2 separate regions of the Triticum aestivum genome follow, and region 2 is linked to region 1. A link is a contact called in public Hi-C data. All regions are on one chromosome and are shown on one strand. The core of a region is the stretch at or near the end of the contact, and the rest is flanking DNA. Distances in the headings are between cores, read along the strand shown. Region 1 holds the start of LOC123058270. Region 2 holds the start of LOC123061048.

Evidence for each region. A called contact is a pair of places that touch in the nucleus more often than the background predicts.
Region 2: a contact with region 1 is called in a Hi-C map of leaf, with 4 times the contacts expected there. The contact joins the promoter of LOC123061048 here to the promoter of LOC123058270 in region 1. A contact is called at or near these places in 2 of 5 Hi-C or Micro-C datasets (both in leaf).

The regions. Positions count from the first base shown.
Region 1 is chr3A:223,601,348-223,606,232 of IWGSC CS RefSeq v2.1, forward strand. It overlaps LOC123058270, which reads left to right and starts at 2,182. Exons shown (of 1, transcript XM_044481050.1): 1 at 2,182-2,770. The coding sequence starts at 2,350. The coding sequence ends at 2,607. It overlaps LOC123061046, which reads right to left. Exons shown (of 6, transcript XM_044483949.1): 5 at 4,364-4,447; 6 at 3,591-4,229. The coding sequence ends at 4,122.
Region 2 is chr3A:223,734,710-223,739,235 of IWGSC CS RefSeq v2.1, forward strand. LOC123061048 reads left to right here and starts at 1,488. Exons shown (of 2, transcript XM_044483952.1): 1 at 1,488-1,769; 2 at 1,902-2,427. The coding sequence starts at 1,503. The coding sequence ends at 2,294. LOC123061047 (rhomboid-like protein 14, mitochondrial) reads right to left here. Exons shown (of 2, transcript XM_044483951.1): 2 at 2,945-3,925. The coding sequence ends at 3,149.

The sequences.
Region 1 (4,885 bases), core at 932-3,431:
GTAAAGAAAGGCTCTTCCTTTACATGGCAAAGTATCATGGCAAGCACAAACACACTGAAACGTAGCTATATTTGGCGAGTGGGGAATGGACACAACATCAATATTTAGGAAGATGCCTGGATCCCAAACTATGCAACTAGGAAAATTGTAACGCCTAAGGGAGGTAATATGTTAATTAAGGTAGGTGATCTCATTGATCCTGCTTCTAATACTTGGGACGAAGACCTGATTGAACAAACTATGTGGCCAATCGATGTACAAAGGATTCTTTCAGTTCCCCTACCGCAACATGATATGCAAGATTTCATTGCCTGGAATTATACAAAAAGGGGTATTTTATTGGTTCGATCAGCCTATTTTATGGAGTGGAATCACCAGTATGGAAGCAAATTGAAACACTCTAATGGGATGGGGCGAACCAAGTTAACCCTACTTGGAGTAAGATATGAAAGTTAGCCTGTTCGGCAAAAGTTAAAATTTTCTTATGGCGTATGCTACATGGTACGATCAAATGCTGGGCTACGCTAGCAAACAGACATATGAAGGTTTCACCCATCTGCCCTACTTGCTTAGAGGGTTTAGAAGATACAAAACTTATGCTCTTCTGCTGTAGTAAAGCAAAGAAGGTTTGGAAAAGGCTAGGGATGGATGATATTATTGATAAAGCTTGTGAAGTTGACCGTGCGGGAGAGACGGTGTTGGGAGTATCTACTACTCCTACCAGATCAAGATTTGTGGATATTGGGTTACCACAATGTACGTGAGATGATTGTTATTTCAGCGTGGTATTTATGATGGGAAAGACAGAAGCTGGTACACAATGAAAAAACTCAAAATGTAACTCACATCTCAATGGGGATTCTTGCTCTAACAAAAAAAATTGTTAATGCATTATCCCCAAGGCATCGATGAAAATGGAGAGTTGGTCTTGTCCTCCAAGAGGTTTCGTTAAACTTAATGTTGATGCTTCTTTTGATGACGATCTTCTTAGGGGTTCTATGGGAGCGGTCCTTCGAGACGGCAAAGGAAGGTTCATAGCTGGAGGGAATGAGAAAATAGATGTTTGCGTGGATGTGTTGATGGCAAAAGTTTTAGCTCTAAAATTCGATCTAACATTGGCACAACGGGCGGGATGCAATCGCCTTACTATAAATTCAAATAATACGGAGGGGATTGATACTATGAATGATGGAGGACAATCAGCGGGTGCGGCGGCAACAATCTTTGATGATTGTTTCCATTATGCTTGTGGTTTCGTTACTGGTAGATTTGAGCATTGTAATAGGGAAGCAAATAAAGTAGCTCATGAGCTGGCTAGATTAGCAAGATCTTCTTTGACTTCTGATTGGTTTGAGCAGCCTTTAAATGAAATTGTAATGATCATCAGAAACGATCTACTACTTGTTACAAATGAATAAAGTCTGAGCTTTTTCAAAAACAAAAAATCAGGACCCTAGACCTAGGCTAACTTGGATGGCAGCATAATCACCAAACTGGTCCATCACCTCCTTCTCTCTACATAGGCCTAGTGTCAGTTTTATATGACTTTACTGCTGCCGATATGTCTGTTTCTATCTTCTTTTTTTTGCTAGAATATTGGTGGTTGGTTGTGTGCATTTTAGGTCTGCAGTGGTCAGATGTTGCTCATCATGCCTTCTATATGCTCGATACTAAATTTTAAGTTAATAAAAGCAGCATTTATGATAGAAAAAAAATCCCCTCTTTACATTTTCATTTTGAGCGGATATATATTCTCTATTACCGGGTTAGCCACGTGGAAAATGGAAAATGCCTATCCATCAGGCTGTTGTACCGGCACCACCTAACGTCGGTAGAGTAGAGCAAGGCAGCAACCCAGGAACCTGGACAAGGACACACACAGGATCACCTGATCCGTCCGAGCCATCACCGCACCGCACGGGACACGGCATAATACCATGCATCAGCTCACGCCAGCTGCACTCCAAAGAGAAAAACCACGTCTCCCAGAAAAAACAAATGGCAAGTTGACAACGACAAGACAAGGGGCCGTGGCTTTCTCCGCCCTCCGTTTCGGCCGAAACCCAGCGGCCGTCAGCTCGCTCGCTCGCTTCCTACCAAACAAGGCGGCGGCCATTCATGGCGTGCGCGCGGAGCCGTAGACGTCCAAAACCACAGCGGACACGGCCCACCGTTACCTGCCCGCGCGCATATAAAGACCACACCCTTCCTTCATCCGCAGCGCCATAATTTCCGAGCTGCTAGCGCTACAGTCCCCATCAACAGTTCAGGCTTACAGCTAGTTGCAGTACTACACGAGTACACCACCAAGCCAACGCCCAACAGAGAGGTAGTGGTGCCATTGGGAGGATGGCTTCGATCGTGCTGCTGCTGTCGGAGCTGCTCGGCGGCGCGGGGAGCACCAGCATGCTGGAGGCCAACTGCTACATGGGCGGCCACAGCCTGCGGGAATTCCGGCCCGCGGCGGCCACGGGCGAGCGGGCGCCCACGGAGCCGAAGCTGCGGGGAACAACCTCAACGGCGGCGAAGGATGAGGAGCCGTCGTCGTTGGACCTGGAGGATCTCTCCGCCGTGTCCAGGATATCGGTGGACGTGATGTGGCCCTGAGCCTTCCGCTGACTCAGGAGGTCGATTCGCCTCGAGGTTGTTCTGTGTTTTGCTGCCGAGGACGAAGAAGATGTGTCATGTGATTCCTCGTTGCCTCGAGTTCTATGAAATGAACATGTAAATATACAAAGCCAGCGCTGAATGTTCTCCCTGTGTTCCTTTTTGTCTCGTGACTTTTTCTTCGGGGATTCAACCTTCTGATCAGATCATAATCGACCGAACTCGTTTGCAACATTTTTTCCTCGTAGCAATCGACCGGGTACTGACAATAATCCCATGCTAATTGCAGAATTAAATGGTTCTCGTAATCGGGTGGATAATGACAGTCCATCGAGCGGGTATACCCACACCGACCTTCTCAACCTGGACTACAGAAAACAACGCATTTTCCCTATACAAACTTGCAATCCATTCTGTAACTGAACTTTTTGTACTTTTAACAGTGCATTTTTTGTTGTCTTGGCCTTGCAAGGCATTGTTCAGGTAAACCACAAGAGCTCTGGAGTTTTTAAGTCCCATATTGCAAATAACATCAAACACAATTGGAAATAGTATCAAAGATCATACTATTCCATGGATGGTGGACTGTCATCGATAGTTCGATTCCCAGCACAGGAAATTGCTAGATGGATGGCAATGGCCTGCTAGCTAAGCTAGTAGCGTGCCCATCCATTAAAGTAACAGTTTCTCCCTGAATTTGCACTTTCAGTAATAAGTCCTACTAGCAAAAAAACCCGTGTGTTACAACGAGAGAAAAAAAAACATTATCTCACGTCTCTAGCTGGGTCAGTTGGATAAATTATGTGTGACCGGTTGGCAGGTTATGAGATCGAAACCTCCCATCGGCAATTTTATTTTTTGCCAGTTCTGCGGACCTGGGCCACAATGTGCCGTCGGGTGAGCTTCCTCAATTGGGCCAAAACGGATGGTTACCAAATAGCGTATGTGAAATTAATTGAAGCGGGACAAAACAAAGCGGGACGAAAATAAGAATATCACCTCCCTTTAATAGTAGTTATATATATATATATATATATATAGATATAGATGTAGCACGACAGAGTCGATTTCCACATAATATCTATCTGCCATAACTGCAATTATGTCAATGTATATTTTAAGCATCCATTGTTTTAGGTTCAGATCATACACGGCCGGCGTAGTGACCCTCAAAAAACCACTGAGGCCTTTTTTGGTTCATAGGATAGGATTATTATAGGAATAGGAATCTTGTAGGAAATGAGATGACATGTATCTCAAATCCTATGAGTAGGAATAAGAAACAAGATGTCATTTGGTTGACACCAAAGGAATTTTTCCACTGAGTCTAGGCTCTTTTTTATTTTCCTATGAAATGTGGAGGATAGGAACCAATCCTATATAGGAATAGGAATCCATTCCTATGAACCAAAGGGCTCTAAAGAAAAAAATCCTATAAGAATCCTATCCTCTAGAATTCCTATGAAATTCCTCTAAACCAAAGGAGGCCTGAAAGTTTTCAAGCAGCATGCATATTACACCAGGAGTGTCCCGGACATGACAGTAACGGTTTCTCCTTGGATTTTCACTCGCCGATTTGCGTCATCCAGTTCCAGGTATAGCGTTCCACCCCTTGGAGATGCCTGATGATACATGGAAATGATCACATGAAGGAAAAATTAACACGATGATTTAGCGCTGATTGAGCGCATGTTGTGGCATTATTATTGTAAAATAAAATATATACATCCAAACAATTAAAACGTCGAAAGCATACTTGAAATGCCGTCAGTTTTTGCTTCCCAAGCTTTCTACCCCAAAAGGGTCCCAATACACAATGTATACTGCCAGTAACAGGGTCCTGCAAAAATACAGAAATCAGGGGTTACGACTTGTATGAAAGATGAGGCTGCATTACATGCACAATATCAATAGCCAATGGACGCCCAAGATTAATTTAAATGAACGAGGGTTTTCCTATACAGATTTCAACTAGTACAAATGGTGGCACTCTATAATTGCAACTTGCAAGCAGGGCATCGATTCCTCATTCCTCAACAATAATTACAAGCATCCACTGAGATAAAGTTTGTTCTACCATAGATAACACTACTAGTCAAAGCAGCTCTTAGCCTGCTAATCGATATTGTGAATATAGATAAAATTCTAGCTAAACAGAAGTAACTCATGATGATATTAATTTGTCTAGGACAAGCAGGGTTCAGACTTCAGAGCATGCTGGAAGTAGACAACACTACAGGACTATGCTATCCAGAATGAAAGATGTAGTGACATATTT
Region 2 (4,526 bases), core at 238-2,737, 130 kb after region 1:
CAACCCCTTCTTGCACGGTTCAAGTCCGTTATGAATAGCATGCCATGTTGAGGATGCATTACCTGAAAACACAGTGTCCTCGAGAGCCCGGTTAGGTACTTTGCTTTCAGTACCTGGGTACACAGTGAGTCTGGTCAGGTGAGAAGCCTCCACACTTGGCTCACAAGTAATGCTTGATCGAAGAGATGAAAGTCCCAGTAACCCAGTCCACCCTGGCATTTTGGCTGAATAATTTTCGCCCATGCCATCCAGTGCACCTTTCACTTACCTTCTTTGAATCCCATTAGAAATTTCAAATGGATCTTATTAAATCATCACACTGACATCGGTTGTTTGAACACACTCATAATATATGTCGTGGTCGCTTGTGCAACTGATTGAATCAAGGTCTCTTTACTGGCCTAAGAGATGCCATCCCCCATATCAAGCTATGTTGGTGTAGTCCTTTCTTGCAAATTTTAAAATTTACCTTTGTGCATCTTGCCCTCTGGAGTTGGGAGACCAAGATACTATGATTCAAATTCAGTACTCACATTGTCCAGAACAAGTCTGGCCTCTTGCTGCATAGCCATGGAGCACCTCTCACCAAATTCTATTGAACATTTACGAGGATTAATATACTAACCAGTCATCTGAGCATGGCTAGCAATAAGTCCCTATAATTTGCTTGATGTGGGTTCACCTTCAAGAACAACATAGTGTCATCAGCAAAGAGAAGGCGGGAAATACCCAGAGATCTCCGACAGATTTTTAGTGGATCAAAAGCACATATTTCTGCATCCCATATGAGTAGCACGGACAAACCATCAGCCACCAATAAGAATAAGAACGAGGATAGGGGATCACTTTGCCGAAGCCCACACATCGGTGCAAACGGATCCAAGATGGCTCCATTGAATTTCATGGAGTATCTCAAAAAGATCGCATATGTCATTACCCGCAGTACGATTTGGTGAGCAAAGCCAAACTTTTCCATCGCCTGCCTTAAAAATTCCCAATCTGCACAGTCAAATGCTTTAGAAAAATCAAGTTTGTAAGCACAAAAGCTATTCCCTGAGTGTTGAAGAATCTTTAGTGATAAAATGGATCGAAGGTTTTATTGTAATTATGACTATAAGATAGTCTGAATTTGCAACGAACACATCAATTCCAGGTTATTATAAAACTTGAATTGTAATTATGACTATTAATACTTTGAGAGTGGTTGTTTGTGTGTGAGCTAGATTGAATATTTTCATCCCTTAATTGTTGGGTTAAATATAGGAGTCACACAATCATTTCTATATTTATAAGGCGTTGCATTGCACGTGCATGATTACTAGAGTCTATATGTTCCAAATATGGCTGTGAAAAAAGCATGTTCGTAAAAATTATTTGAAAGAAAGAAAACTTGTTTTCCCAGCAAACAACCAAACCCATGGGACCTTCTTCAACCCCAGGGCCTATTCCAATCAATAGAACTCAGTATTTTCAAATTAGAGTATTTACTTTATTAAACTAGAATGCTCCATTTTTATGTTCATATTATTAGCGACACTTTTTTGGGGGGCGAAGAGAGTAGGATACGACCGACCAAATTCAGAGTTTCGAATGGGGCTGGAAAGAGAGACTTTCGGGTGTGGAAACAGCGCCTGAAAAGGGGAGGCGGAATTGCGGACCTCCCCTCTGATTTCAAGGAGAAGGCGCCCACCGGCACCGCACCGCACCGCACCGGTTCCTCTCTGCGGCAGCAAACTCCTCCCATCCATCCCTCGTCCATCCTGGCTCAGGTTCGCACCGCCTCCACCCTCTCATCACCTCCTACCTACGCTTCGTCATTTTTGACTATATTTACTCCCCGGCGTGCGCCCATCGACCAAGGTAGCTGGGGTGATTCCGGTGTTGCTTTCCTCTCATGGCAGGCGCGAGAGGGTGGAGATGAGGAGGAAGGCGCTCGCACGGGGCTTCTCCGCCGACGGCGTCCTCCGCCGCAGCCGCCCGCTCCCAGCGCGCCGCCGGCCACCGAAGGGGACAATAATAGCACGAGCAAGGAAAAAAAGAAGGGCGAGATCACCAAGACCATCCGAGACAGGCTATCATCGTCTTTCTCTTCCCCCAGAAGCCGCCTCTCCTGCTGGACGAGCCATCCGATCCGGCGGAGCAGGAGGGGGAGCGGCACGGCCAGCGACGAACATGGCACGCCGGTGACGGCCAAGGCAATCAGGCCCCCCTCAAGGAAGGTGGTCGCGGCAGGGACCAGATCCCTGATCGAACGCAACGATTTCTACAGCCAAGAATGCAACACGCACAAGTAGGGAGCCTGCTTTTTTCTCTTCTCGGATGCTATCCCTGTTTTGGGTGTGAGACTAAAATTGTACCACGAGACATTGCCCCCTTTGGGACGAGATGTATTTTAGTTCTAGATATATTCATTTCTGCGACGAGTAATTTGGAACGGAGTGAGTACCAGTTTCCCCGGGTAATATACGTACCAATTCGAAGCTTTGTAGTAGTAGTAGTAGTACAAAATTGTGCAATTTCATGAGTTCCAAACCATGAAACCATAGCCAGAATCCACGCCGTGTTGCTTGTATGTCTACTACCAGGCAGTATTATGCAGTCGTACACCAGTTTTAGTAACTCCCACCAAAGTGCCTCTCTGTCGAATCGAATCAGATGACAAAATTGGCACTGAGAGATGCTATGCAAGTGAGATCGATCCTTGGATCTTCATAATGGAAAACAGATTGTCTGGCAGGCAGGCTGAATCGAATCTTTCCACTAGACGGAAAGGTCTCACATATCGGACAGATGGGTGAGAAGTGATTCAGTGCTCCTCTCACAAGGCAATGCATATAAATAAAACCTGTGTAAAGCACAACAGGTGTCTAATCTGCAGCTACCACCTAAACACCAATTTAAATCATCACCGGGAAACTGCTTTCTGGTTGTCAAAGATTCAAGCTAAAGAACATAACTGTATCAGCAACAGTAATGGTGATTAAGACCAATTTCAATTACGTAAAGCATTCCACATATAACTAATGCTAGAACCAAGGAACACTAAACCATCTAGCACAAAACGGGCAGATGCCTGCCATTCTCCGTGCGGACTACTTGGACATTGCACTGCTACTTCCCTATGGAAGTTGCGTTGGTGCAGACTACATCATCCTCCAAATCTTTCGAGCCTCCTACGGCGGATCTCCTCGACTGAGAGCTCGTTGTTTCCATCGTCTTGGAGATGCCGTCTGCGGGAAAAGGCATGGTCCGGGTGCGGAGTGCTGCACATCTCACAGACATCTGTGTAACGCGAGTTGTCACAAGAACATGTTATGCATCTCCACCGCATACCTTGCCCAACCTCTTCTTGCGCCGGTGCAACATGGCGCCGGACACTGCTCCCCCGAATATGTGCTGCTGGCCTTAGAAGTTTCTTAGCAAATCTCGCCGGCTGACTCACGACGTCTGCAATGCCTGAAAACATAGGAACGAGACGTTCTGGACCGTGCCTCAGTAAAAGGTAGGCCAGGCCAGCAAGTATCCCACCAACATTGCAAATCAAGTGCGCCTCCGGATTGAAAGCATGGACGAGTACTAGTTCAAGCAATGTCGCATACTTTGCAGGAACGGTCACCCCATGCCAGACAACATCGCCTTCTCGGGCATTCAGCACAACATTCATGCCAAGCAGCACTCCACTAAATCCAGCAGAATACTGATAATACGCCATGTCGTTGCCGAGCGAAAGCAAGCCCTTAGACAAGAGCAGTGTGAAGCCCTGAGAAAGGCCAAGCAAGGAAACCACCATGCAAGCAAACTCGGGACTGCCCATTGATGTTTCAAGCTTTGCCCCCGTGCGCAAGAGAGAAGCCATGTTCATGAAGAAGTGACCTTCACTCAAGTGGTAGAAAGCTGAGAGGAAGAAACGTCTCAGGTCGCCGAACTGCAACAATGTTCATAACTGTTAGTACTTTTTAGAGTGGTGGATATATAAAACTCTGGAAATGATGCTTAGAAAAGTCTGAAAAGAACAACTTGCAATTACTTGCAGTACGACATTCAAAGCACATCATCTGCACCCTGCTGGTAGGGAAACAATGCAACAGGAGAAGCACAACATTGTGAATGGTGTAGCGTGCATTTTACCAATTCTGTAAAGTGAGCCATGGGCATGGGGTGCAAAACTTGCGCATCATGTCATTTAGATCCTTTTTGTGTGTGTGCGAAAATGTCATTTTGATCCATGATCTAGACAACTGGACAAGTGAGTCCCTAAACTTGTATACAGACATAGGGTCAATCTCTGCTTCAACAGCGTTATGTTGAACTAAATAAGAGAAAATTTAGCCAACTCTAATAGAGTATTGTTGCCAAATACTACCAATAGGGAATCCCAATTATAATTAGGGTCGGAATCCTGCTCCTATGCAGCATTGCTCAGTAATCATCTTATAAATTTCGCCCAATTGCAAGCTAGGCAGATCAAAAGCATAAGTTTTATTAGCTAAACCCAACAATGCGGCAACCGGAGACAAAAATATCGG